Linked DNA regions of Sus scrofa: regions 2 and 3 are each linked to region 1. Evidence: chromatin contacts called from public Hi-C and HiChIP or PLAC-seq data. All regions are on one chromosome and are shown on one strand. Each heading gives the region's core, a stretch centred on a gene start, on an enhancer-like site or on the middle of the called end of the contact. The rest is flanking DNA. Distances are from core to core; before and after follow the strand shown. Region 1 holds the start of MAU2 (MAU2 chromatid cohesion factor homolog). Region 2 holds the start of TMEM161A (transmembrane protein 161A). Region 3 holds the start of NDUFA13 (NADH:ubiquinone oxidoreductase subunit A13).

What was found. Hi-C and Micro-C count contacts between places; a contact is called where the count stands out from the background. HiChIP or PLAC-seq counts read pairs in DNA pulled down with a chosen protein or histone mark.
Region 2: a Hi-C map of skeletal muscle shows a contact between it and region 1, with 4 times the contacts expected there. The contact joins the promoter of TMEM161A here to the promoter of MAU2 in region 1. A contact is called at or near these places in 3 of 5 promoter capture datasets (fetal liver, fetal skeletal muscle and liver), 9 of 47 Hi-C or Micro-C datasets (embryonic fibroblasts, fetal heart ventricle, heart right ventricle and 3 more) and 2 of 2 datasets of contacts at active chromatin or transcription factors (alveolar macrophages and skeletal muscle).
Region 3: an H3K27ac HiChIP or PLAC-seq map of alveolar macrophages shows a contact between it and region 1. The contact joins the promoter of NDUFA13 here to the promoter of MAU2 in region 1.

Annotation. Positions count from the first base shown.
Region 1 is chr2:58,572,059-58,576,167 of Sscrofa11.1, reverse strand. It overlaps MAU2 (MAU2 chromatid cohesion factor homolog), which reads left to right and starts at 1,920. Exons shown (of 19, transcript XM_021083430.1): 1 at 1,920-2,247. The coding sequence starts at 1,972. SUGP1 (SURP and G-patch domain-containing protein 1) reads right to left here and starts at 1,734. Exons shown (of 15, transcript XM_021083429.1): 1 at 1,582-1,734. The coding sequence starts at 1,705.
Region 2 is chr2:58,726,372-58,730,120 of Sscrofa11.1, reverse strand. TMEM161A (transmembrane protein 161A) reads right to left here and starts at 1,383. Exons shown (of 12, transcript XM_021083443.1): 1 at 1,272-1,383. The coding sequence starts at 1,274.
Region 3 is chr2:58,407,891-58,411,825 of Sscrofa11.1, reverse strand. NDUFA13 (NADH:ubiquinone oxidoreductase subunit A13) reads left to right here and starts at 1,412. Exons shown (of 5, transcript NM_001244646.1): 1 at 1,412-1,609. The coding sequence starts at 1,516. TSSK6 (testis specific serine kinase 6) reads right to left here and starts at 704. Exons shown (of 1, transcript NM_001287411.1): 1 at 1-704. The coding sequence starts at 704.

The DNA.
Region 1 (4,109 bases), core at 671-3,170:
GATAGGAAGTCTGGGTTTTACTGAAAGGGCTTTAGGAAGTGACCAGCGAGTATTAAGCTGACAAGATCCAATGGCTACTTTTATTTTTTAGACATTCTGCCTACGCAATGGACATAGACTCATAGGCAGGAAGGACACCAAAGAAGAGGCTTACTTACTCCAAGCAAAAGACAATGGTGTTGGGGGTTCCCATTGTGGCTCAGTGGCAACAAACCCAACTAGTATCCATGAGGACTTGGGTTCGATCCCTGGCCTCACTCAGTAGGTTAAAGATCCTGCATTGTTGTGGTGTAGGCTAGGAGTTACAGCTCTGATTTGACCCTTAGCCTGGGAACTTCCATATGCAGTAGGTACAGCTCTAAAAAAAGACCCCATCCCCCAAAAAAAGACAATGCTGTTTTCAGAAGAGTGGTAGCTGTGCAGATGAAGACGACATCACAAAGGTTCCCCATGGGACTCAAAATAAAAATAAAATCCAAATTCTGAAAGCAGATTTTCAAGGCCCTATCAGAGATGGCTCCCCTCCCCACTTCCACTTCATTCCTAACACTTTTTTTTTTTTTTTTTTTTTTAGGGCTGCACCTGCAGTGCATGGAAGTTCCTGGGCTAAGGGTCAAATCCGAGCTGCAGCTGTTGACCCACACCACAGCCACAGCCACATGGGATCCTAGCTGCATCTGTGACCTACAGTGCAGCAGCACTGGAGCCCACGGAGCAAGGGCGGGGATCTAACCTGCATTCTCAGGGAGACAACATCAGATTCTTAACCCACTGAGCCACAACAGGAACTCCCCCTGACACTCATTAAATAGCAAGCCCTGGAAGCCTTGGCACTTGCTGTCTCCCTCTACCCTGCAGGTCCTCCTACAACTGGCATCTTCTTATTTTAATTATCTTCTACTCAGAAAGGTTTCCTTGACTACCCATATCAGCAGCCTCCACCTCCACTGCCTCACATCATCATAATTCAGTCTCTGTAAATATTTCTTCTTTGGTGCATTGTCCGACGCCCCAAGAGAAAGTAACCTTCAGGAAGGCAAGGCCCTGTTTTGGTTACCATTGCATCCTCTCTACCTAGTACAGTGCCTAGTACAATGAATATCTGCTGAATGCACCTCAGTCTAGGTGGGTAGACAAGGAAAGACAAGGCTTGTGGTAAACTGGGGGCTCGAAAGATGCACGAAAGTGTTCAGGCAGCTTCTTCAGAAAGTGGGATACAGGCCAGGCGGGAGCTGCTAAGAGAGAGGAGCAGGACAATCCAAGGTTGCCGCTGGCTCGGGGAGCTGAGCTTGCAGCAGCCCTGAGGGTGGTTATATCGGAAAAGCGGCACAGGGCAGATCCCGGTGACGGCTTTTAAGGAAAGCCGGCGTTCTCAGCAAATCAGCGGGGGTGGGGGTGGGGGTAGGTAGCAACTAGGTCTTGGATCTCGGCAGACGGGGGTGGTGCAGAAGCCGCCGCTTCCGGCTGTCTACATGCTGAGGCTAAAGGCCAGTGAGTTTAGCAGGCCGGAGAGGAGGGCGAAGCTAAGACGCGTAGCCGGAGGATTCAGGCGAACGCCTGAGGGGAGGCGGGGGCTGTTACCTGCAACATCCCGGTTGTCCATCTTGAGACTCATCCAATCCCACAATGCTCGGGCGCCACCGGAGGGGGGCCAGTTATAGTGCGCATTGCCTGATGGGAGATGTAGTCCATATCGGCAAGCCATGCCCTGCCATTCCTTGGACACCTGAGGGTTTTCCCGCCAGGAATGCAAACTTCAGTCCATAGACACACTCCGGTCTCAGTCCTGAGGAACAGAAGGTGTCGCCTTTTCTCAGACTTTCTCGGAGCCACGGCCACTCCAAATACAAACTACATGTTCCAGGTTGCTTTGTACAGCGGCTCTCGCGAGAGACGCGAGGAGCGCCCGGCCCCGCCCCACGCGCCTGCTTCCGCCTCCCTGTGGCGGCGGCTTGTTGTTGTGGAGCCAAAATGGCGGCTCAGGCGGCTGCGGCGGCCCAGGCGGCGGCAGCCCAGGCAGCGCAGGCCGAAGCGGCCGAGTCGTGGTACCTGGCTCTTCTGGGCTTCGCCGAGCACTTCCGCACTTCCAGTCCGCCTAAGATCCGCCTGTGTGTTCACTGCCTGCAGGCCGTGTTCCCCTTCAAGCCGCCGCAGCGCATCGAGGCCCGGACGCACCTGCAGCTCGGCTCTGTGCTCTACCACCACACCAAGAACAGCGAGCAGGCGCGCAGCCACCTAGAGAAGGCGGTGAGCGCGGGCCGGGCCGCGAGGGAGGAGGCGCGGGGCTCCTTTCCGTGCTTGGGCTGACGGGTCGCGACCCTGGCGTGCGGGGACGCCTGGGTCACTTCTCGGGGGCCTGAGGCGTGACTTCCGCACAAGCAGCAAGACCCCGAAGACGTCAGCCTCTCAGGGGACCCGAGGGCCTCGTCCCGTACCTTACTTAAAGTGTCTGGTGACAGGCAGAGGCCTAGGACCCTGCTCCGAGTACTCCGACAGCTGTCTCTTTTAGAAGCAACAGGGTCCCCAAATTCTTAAGGTTTTCAAGATAGCACCTATGGGGATGCCTCCAGGCCGGCCCTTCTGAGGTGACTCAGGTCCAGGTGACAGTCCAGGCATCCCTTGAGAGTCTGAAGTTAGGTCTCTGAAGAAATCTAGGAAGGCATCCTCTCTCAGGACACGCATGTCTGAGAAGGGTCTGGAGGTTATTGTGCCCCACATCATTGATGAGGAGAGTCATAGGTGGGAGGCAGAGGCTCAGAGCCTAGAGTTGCTCATTTGAAGTCCTAGAAGGAGGCAAAACTGAGGGAGGGATGTCTTGATTCCAGGGCTGGGGCCTCCTGCTTTTGCCATATCCACTGGTGACTCCTCTTTTCCCCACCATTCACTAGTCCATCCCCTTCAGAGAGCAGGCCCCATCTCCCCATGTTGATTTTTGGGATCTTGGTACCTCAAAGAATGTGGAAAAGTGGCTGTCATTCTGCCCTTTCTGGCTGTGGTTTCTTCCCACAGCAACACTTCTTAGCTCCTGTCAGTTCATGTCTCCATTTAACATTTACCCAGTTTTATTCTGCTTAAAGGAGAGATTTCTTGAATAGAATTAACTTCAATTCAGAGAAATTTCTTCATCTGAGATAAATCTGAAACCACCTATAATTAGTAACAAGTTGCCTTCAGGAGAATAATCAGATCTTTGTTTTGCAGACTGTAAAGAGTTGGAAAGGGACTTTAGTCTTTGCATGGTCTACTTCCTTGTTTCAGAAATGAGACAGTATAGTCCCAGAGAGGTGAAATGATTTGCCCAAAGCCACAAAGCAAATTATTAACAAAACTGGGCTCAAACCTAGGCTTGAGATCACCAGTTTCCATGCCTAGGTAACAAATCATTGTTGTTTTTGTGAGTTTTTTTCTTTCATTAATTCAGCAGATATTTAGTCAGCTCACACCAGGTGCAAAGCCCTATTCTAGCTGCTGGGAATCAGATGACTGAAACAGCCCTTGCCCATGTAAGCCATGTTTTGTGAGGGAGACAAATAATGAATGTCTCGTAAAAGGTTAAGGAGTGATAGAAGAACCATGGAAAATGTGGACCAGGGTGAAGGTGGGAGTTGATGGGGAGCTATTTGTGGCACAGTAGTAATGGAGTCTCTATTTGTAGGAGTAACAGTTGAATAGAGGCCTGAATGAGGTTGGGGAGCAAGCCTTGAGAACCACTCAGAGTATCAGTTCAATCCTTTAGAGTACCTGAGCTACCAGTGACCGATTGATGTCAGGGAAGTGATGAAGCTGAGATCAAATGAAGTGTCAGACTTCCTTGCGTGTGGGAAGGCTAGAGGCTGTAACTGCCCAGGCCTGGTGATAGAAGCACTGGTTCTGAAGCTCTCCTTTCTCTCAATTAACAACAAAACCTGTCACCTCCCTTCTCTTGTCTCCGGGCCATTCATCCTATTTCTCTTTTCTTTAACTTTTTTAAATTGAATTATAGTTGACATACAATATTGTGTTAGTTTTAGGTGTACTACATAGTGATTTGACATTTGCATGCAGTATGAAATTATCATTGTTATAAGTTTAGGAACCATCTGTCCCCATACAGGTATTACAGTATTATT
Region 2 (3,749 bases), core at 134-2,633, 150 kb before region 1:
CTCCATCACTGACCCCATTACTCTCCGACACCTTCCCAAGGAGGAGACCTATGGTTCAAACTGCGGTCCCAATACCTAGGAGAGGAAGGACGGTAGGAAGGAGAGGGAGAAAAAGGAGGGAGAAGTAGAGGCTTCAGAAGGATGGATGTTAGGATGAAGGAGTATGAGAAGGGAAGGGGGAAGGCAGGCATTCATTCCTCCACCTAGGCTCCAGAGGTCTATCCAGGGCCACCCCCATTAGCCTCCAGTCTTGGGTCCACGCTCTGCAGATCTCCAAAAATCTCTGGAACCTCCCATCAGCCCATGTCCCTTCCCTGTTTAAAGCCCCTTCAATGGACCTATGATCCCAGAATCTTGCCAAGTAACATCAATGTGACTTTCCTCCATTCCGTTTCTGAGAGCCCTTCCTCTCACCGTTCACAGCGTCCAGAACCCAGGCCTGGAACATCATCCATTTTCATCAACCAGTTCCATCAATGCTCTTACTTCAGACCCACCTAAAACGTCCCTTCTCTGGGACGCCCACCCCCAACCCAACCAAGATGAAGCTGCCTTCCCACCCCTCCAGCCTATCTTTCCCTCTGTCCAGTCCAAACTCGGGGTTGGGGCGGGGAGGTTGGGGGGGGGGGCGGTTCCTCCCTCTTCTGGCACCAGCCCAGCCCACAGGGGCCAGGCTAAGCTTGAAGAATAAACGCAATGGGTTGGACCCAGAACTGCGTGAGACCTGAGGGTTTCAAATGTGATGTCTCCAATTCTGGGATCCTCACCTACTCTGAAGCCAGAGCCCCTTGTCATGGCCCCCTCCTCTAAGGATTCTCCCTGGTCCTTCTGCACACCTCATACGAGTAGGTACCCCCGATGGACCCTGTCAGCGCGGCCCCCACAGCTCCCACAGGACAACATCCCCAGAGTGGGCCCAGCAGGACCCAAGATCTCCCTCGAGGGGCTCTGAATGTGTTCAGATCCCCAGTACCTTCCATGGACGAACCCTCAGCAGAACCAGTCTCCTAGAGGGCCCCCCCAGGGACTCGTCAGAAGCCCAGAATTGCTCAGAGCCTTCAAGTCTCCTTGCACAATCCCCGAACCCTTCATAGGTCCCGTAGCGAGATCCTGACTCCAAAGAGGGACACATGGCCCTCAGCGCGACCCAGAGTTCCTCAAAGCACTCAACCCCCACAAAAGGTTCCCCGTCTCCTCAATGTCTCCCGGGATCCCCTTGGCGGAATCCCAGGCCCTCAGGGCGCCCCCCATGCTAGGAGATGCCGGCTCACCATGTTGCCGGCGGGAGCGCGGTGCTGGGACCCACGGGCCTGAAGCTCCGAGCTCCTTGCGGAACTCGGCCATTCAGAACACTACTTTGGTATGACAAGCAGCCCATCCAACCAATCATCACGCTTGGAGCCGGGGCAAATCACTAGGGACAAGGAGTCGCTCGCGTTGCATGTCGGAAGTTGTAGTTCGAAGGCGCTCGGTGAGCTTAGGCAGAGGTTGAGTCCAGACTGTCTCTGCGACCCCTGTGTGGCCGCTGTCTCTAAAACTCAATTTCCTCACCTGCACGTATTTAGCAAGTCTGAGGCGAATACACTCATTTACCCACGTACTGCAGAACTCCCTTGATTAAGAACATCTGGTGGCAAAAAAAAAAAAAAAAAAAAGAGTTCCAGTTGTGGCTCTGTGGCTTAAGAACCCAGCATAGTGTCCCTGAGGATGGAGCTTTGATCCCTTGCCTCACTCAGTGGGTTTAGGATCCTTGCCCGTTGCCGCAAGCTACTGACAAGTCGCAGACGTGGCTAGGACTCCACCCTTGCTGTGGCACAGGCCCCCAACTGCAGCAGCTCTGAATAGACCCCCAACCTGGAAACTTCCATATGCCTCAGGCTCAGCTGTTAAAAAAGAAAAAAGAATTCGGTGGCTCCCACTGAATAGACTCCCAGTTGTTCAAACTGAATTCAGACCCCTCTGCCTGCCTGCAATCTACTGCCAACGCTATTACATGCAGATAATACAGCTAGCCACCATCTATGCTTTCTCACATCTCCAGTCCTCTGTAAATGCCATCTTCCATCTTGGAGTGGCTCCTTTCTCATTGTTTTTCACCTGGCAAAAGCCTTTTTCATTTCCATCAGCCAGAACTCTGGTTTCAAGGGGGAAGAAAAAATCCAACTTAAAAAGTCTCCAGCAAAAGGGAAAATTTTGGCTCATGTAACAGAAAACTGGAGTTTCCAGGTGGCTCAGAGGGTTAAAGATCTGGCATTGTCACTGCTGTGGCTCTGGTTACTGCTGTGGCTCAGGTTTGATCCCTGGCTCAGGAAACTATATGACTTGGGTGCAGCCAATTAACAAAAATTTATTTATTTATTTATTTATTTTTTGTCTTTTCTGGGGCTGCTCTCGTGGCATATGGAGGTTCCCAGGCTAGGGGTCTAATCGGAGCTGTAGACGCCTGCCTACACCAGAACCACAGCAATGCCAGATCTGAGCTGCGTCTACAAGCTATACCACAGCTCATGGCTACGCCGGATCCTTAACCCACTGATCAAGGCCAGGGATCAAACCCACAACCTCATGGTTCCTAGTCGGATTCATTAACCACTAAGCCATGATGGGAACTCCAAATCTGGACATATTGTATGCGTTTGACTAAATGTCTGAGAGTCTTTGTGTTCCCATTGTGGCACAGTGGTTAACGAATCCGACTAGGAACCATGAGGTTGCAGGTTCAATCCCTGGCCTTGCTCAGTGGGTTAAGGATCCGGCGTTGCCATGAGCTGTGGTGCAGGTCGCAGGTGCAGCTCAGATCCTGCGTTGCTGTGACTGTGGTGTAGGCCAGTGGCTACAGCTCCAATTAGACCCCTAGCCTGGGAACCTCTATCTACCGTGGGAAGTGGCACTGGAAAAAGGCAAAAAGACAAAAAAAAAAAAAATGTCTGAGAGTCTTTATGGGGCCTGTGAGTAGATCCTGTATTGTTGATTGCCTTGTCTCTGTGGGTGTTTTTGTCTTGTTTATTAGCACATGTGCGTGTCTGTTTGCAGGAGATTTGCTCTTTGTGACTTTGGTCCTCTGGACTCAGTGTGTTGGCCTGAGAGAGCATGGGTGACAGTGGTAGTGAGGGTCACTGGGATTTCCCAGGACCTACATGGGGATGGTGAGATGCCCCTCAGGACTACAACATCCAGATGGGCCCCAGGGAAACTGAAGTTTGGAGGAGGGTTTCAGAAAAAGAGGACCAAGAAAAAAAAGAGTAGGGTCATTATCTGCAGGCCCACTATGTGCCAGGCTGAGGGCAGAGCTCACTCAAGTGCTCCCTCCAGCAGATTAGAGTGGTGGGATGATTGTCTCCATTAAATTGATGAAGACACTGAGGCTCTGAGAGGCCCAAGGCTCTCCTTTGAACCCTGACTTTGCCCCTGGACGTAGGGTTTATGAGTCCAGGTGGCACAGCAGCCCCATGTCTTGAGTCATGGGAGCTGACACACACTTGGACCCCAGGAGCTCTGCATCTTCCCTCTGCAGCCTCCCCATTGCAGAAAAGGCAGCTCTGCCCCTGGCCCAGGTGTTTATACTCAAACTCTGAAGTTGGCCTTGAAGTCTCACTCACAATCTATGCCTGATCTGTTAGACTCTCCTGATGGCTTCACCTTCCAAGTGTAACCATTGTCCTATCCAGCCTCGCTTCCTACACAGCCTCCACCCAGTCCGGCCTCCATCATCTCCGACCTTCAGTCTCTTCTTGCCTGGTCTTCTGTGG
Region 3 (3,935 bases), core at 163-2,662, 160 kb after region 1:
TCGAGGCCGTCAGGGTAGAGAACGCCGCGCTTCTGGCGCCTGGGCAGGCCAGCGATATCGGAGTCGTCAAAGGGCATACACCCGGTGACCATGACGTAGAGCACGACGCCCAAGCTCCACACGTCGTACTTCTTGGGGTCGTAGGGGATGCCCAGGAGTACCTCGGGCGATGCGTAGGCGGCTGAGCCGCAATATGTGGTGCTTAGATCCGGGTAGCCGTGCGCCTGTCGGCCGAAGCCGAAGTCGGTAAGCTTGACGCGGCGCTCATCAGGGCTCAGCAGCACGTTTTCGCACTTGAGGTCGCGGTGCACCAGGTGGTGGTCGTGCAGGTAGCGCACAGCACCGGCGATCTGCGCGAAGAGGTCGCGCGCCTGCCCCCCTGGGATGCGCCCGTTGCGCTGCACGGCCTGCAGTAGGTCGGTGGCGGCCGCCTCCATCACGATGTACAGCTTCCCGTTGCACACCTCGATGAACTCGAAGACGTGCACGATGTGCGGGTGCCGCACGCCCCGAAGGATGGACAGCTCTCGTGGCAGGAACTTGTTGACGAAGTCGGGCGGCGCGCGCCGCCGGTCCACCACCTTGATGGCCACTGTGCCCTTGTACTTCTTGGATGTAGCCACCTTTACCTTGGAATAACTGCCCTCGCCTATTGTGCGGCCCAGCTTATAGCCGAGTTCGCTCAGAAGTTTGTCGCCCGACATGGTGGCGCCTGGGGCGCGTGGGGAGCAGGAGACGGCTGCTGTCGGGGGGCGGCCGGACTCCGATCTCGGGCCTAACCCATGGCGCTTGGCACCTGCACACCCGCACCCCCATGTGCCCACTCCCGGGCCCCCGCCGCCGCGGTGCCTTTTATTGCCCAGGTAACAATTTCTGCCTTGTGAAGTGACTGCGGGCGTCACCCCGCCTCGGGGTGGGGGCCCCCAGACCCTGTCCTGTGGTGCTCCCTAAGACCGTAGGGCTTTGTGACTCATAATCGCTCCGAATGGTTCAGTTCCTGATGAGAGGACACTATCAAGGGGTCCCTACCACTAGAAGTGGAATCCGTGCCCAGGATTGGGGCAGCTCATGGCGTCCGAAGCTGAGGAGCAGCCGACCCCCAACTTCATGTGCCCAGCCCAGACCCTGAGGAGGCCCCCCAAGGGGAGAAAATGGGAAAGAGACCTGGCTCCATCCGGCGCTTGGGGATTGTCTGGTCTGCACGTCGTCTCATAGGGAAGGTGAATGGGAAGTGCTTTGGTGCAAAGACCCTGGCGCCCTAGCCTGTTGAGGGCGTTGACATTGATTGAGCCACGCCCTATTTGGGAGCCGATACTCTTTGGCTGCAGCTAGGCGGCACAGTCATTGTCCCGCCCAGCTGCCGGAGCTTTACCACGCGCTGGGGTAGGTGCAGCAGAGCGCCAGGTTTCCCGGCTAGGTCCTAGACCTGCGCGGCAGCTTCCGCCACGCTCCTTATGGTGGAGGCATACGTTGTGTAACTTCCTTTCCCGACCGGAAGTGCAAGGTACTGCAAGTATGGCGGCATCGAAGGTGAAGCAGGACATGCCCCCACCAGGGGGCTATGGCCCTATCGACTACAAGCGGAACCTCCCACGTCGAGGACTGTCGGGTCAGTGTCGTCCTGTGCCGGGGTGTCAGGGTCTAGGCCCTCTGGGCGCCGCGGCGGGGTTGGGACGCGGGGAGTCTAGCGCGCCTGCTTTTTCCCCGGGATCCCAGATACCTTCACTAGTGACATTAAGAACAACTGCTGCAGTTTGTTCGAGCGTTTACCAAGCCCTTTACATCTTTCTCGTTAACAGCCCAGGAGGCCAGTCCTGTTAATTATTCCCACTTCGTAATTAAACAGATTAATTTTTTAACCCGTGCGGAGAGCCTTCCGCCACGCTCTCGGTTCACTGGTGGGGAAACAGACCCGAGAGAGGATGTGACCTCCCACCAGGGCCATCCAGAGCAAAGCTGGGGCTGAAACCCGGAATACTGAGGGAATTTTAAAGATGTTCTGTGCGGTGGTTCCTCGCTGGGGGCCCCACCTGCAGGATATCCCAGGAATATGCATCCTTAAAATTTTTTGTTGGGTAAAATGTAAGAGAGAAAGTAAAAGGCACCCATACTCTGCACTCAGGATTAACGGAGAAATACAGAAAATGTAAAGAAGAGTTAAGAATACTTTGTTGTAACTCATTGAACTTTACATTTAAAAGTGCGTCCTGTGCACATTTTGCCTCAATTAAAAGGCAAAAAAATTCATAGGCAAAAAAAGTTCTAATTCAGATAGTGAAAAATTCATGTACTCAAGTCCTTCTCTGCCCTTTCTTGGCTTTTTTGTAATGTGGAACCAAGGTTGACAAACTTTTTATGTAAAGAGCCAGATAAATATTTCATGCTTTGCTGGCCAGGTGGTCTTTGCTGCTACTGCTTTACTGCTTTACAGCTTTACAAACCCAAGTGTTCCTAGCCAGAGGGCTATAGAAAAATAGGTTACAGGCTAGGTTTGGCACCACATGGGCACTCAATTCGCACCACATGGGAACTCAACAAGCCAGTACACCCCTTGAGTGTGTGGCATGAGGTTTGTCTATACATGTATACTTTTTTTTTTTTTTTTTTTTGTCTTTTGTCTTTTAGGGCCACACCTGTGGCATATGGAGATTCCCAGGCTAGGGGTCTAATCGGAGCTGTAGCCACTGGCCTGCACCAGAGCCACAGCAATGTGAGATCCAAGCCGTGTCTGCGACCCTCACCACAGCTCATGGCAATGCCAGATCCTTAACCCGCTGAGCAAGGGCAGGGATCGAACCCGCAGCCTCATGGTTCCTAGTTGGATTCGTTAACCACTGAGCCACGACGGGAACTCCATGTATACTTTTATGACATGCATCCAGACCAGGCTATGTAGGGATCCCAGCCCTTGGGTCTTCCTGGGATCTCCACAGTCAGCTTCTCTCTTTTTTCCTTTTTTTCTTTTTTTTCAGAACCACACCCATGGCATATAAAAGTTCCCCGCCTAGAGGTCAAATCAGAGCTTGCAGCTGCCAGCCTACCACAGCCACAGCATTGCTGGATCCCAGCTGGCATCTGCAACCTCCAGTACAGCTTGTGGCAATGCTGGATCCTTAACCCACTGAACAAAGCCAGGGATTGAACCCATGTCCTCATGGATACTATGTTGGATTCTTAATCCACTGAGCCACAACGGGAACTCCAGTCAGCTTCTCTTTTATTTTTAAATCACAAATGTGGCCTTTATCCTGTTGCTCTTCCAGTTCATGACCTAGAAGTGCCTCCCTCCCATGTGCCCTAAGTAAACCACTGCCTGGGATTGGGTCTCCTAATCTCAGCTCATTACACCTCCTTTTGTTGTAGCATATACAGACCCACCCCATTCTTTCCTGGCTGCAGAGCTGTAGGGAAGATATTCCCTTCTGGAGTGTGGTCTTTGTTTATGTACCTACATTCAGTAATTATTGAGTGCATCCATGGTGCTGGGTTCTTTCCTGAGGAGCTCAGGATCCAGCTGAGGAGACAGACACATCACTCCATAATTTCCCGTTGTAGCCAATGGAAAGGCCTGCCAGAGTCCCTGGCCAGAGTGGGCTGAATCACCTCTCTGAGAAGGAGTTTCCCAGGCAGAGGGAACCGCAAATGTAAAAGCCCTTTAGGAGTTCGCATCATGGCTCAGCGGTTAACGAACCTGACTAGCATCCATGAGGATACAAGTTTGATCCCTGACCTTGCTCAGTGGGTTAAGGATCCAGCATTGCCATAAGCCATGGTGTAGGTTTGAAGACACAGATTGGATTCTGCATTGCTGTGGCTGTGGCATAGGCCACAGGTACAGCTCCAATTAGACCCCTAGTCTGGGAACCTCCATATGTTGTGGGTAAGGCCCCCCCCCAAAAAAAAAGAAAAAAAGTAAAAGCCCTTTACTCTGTCCT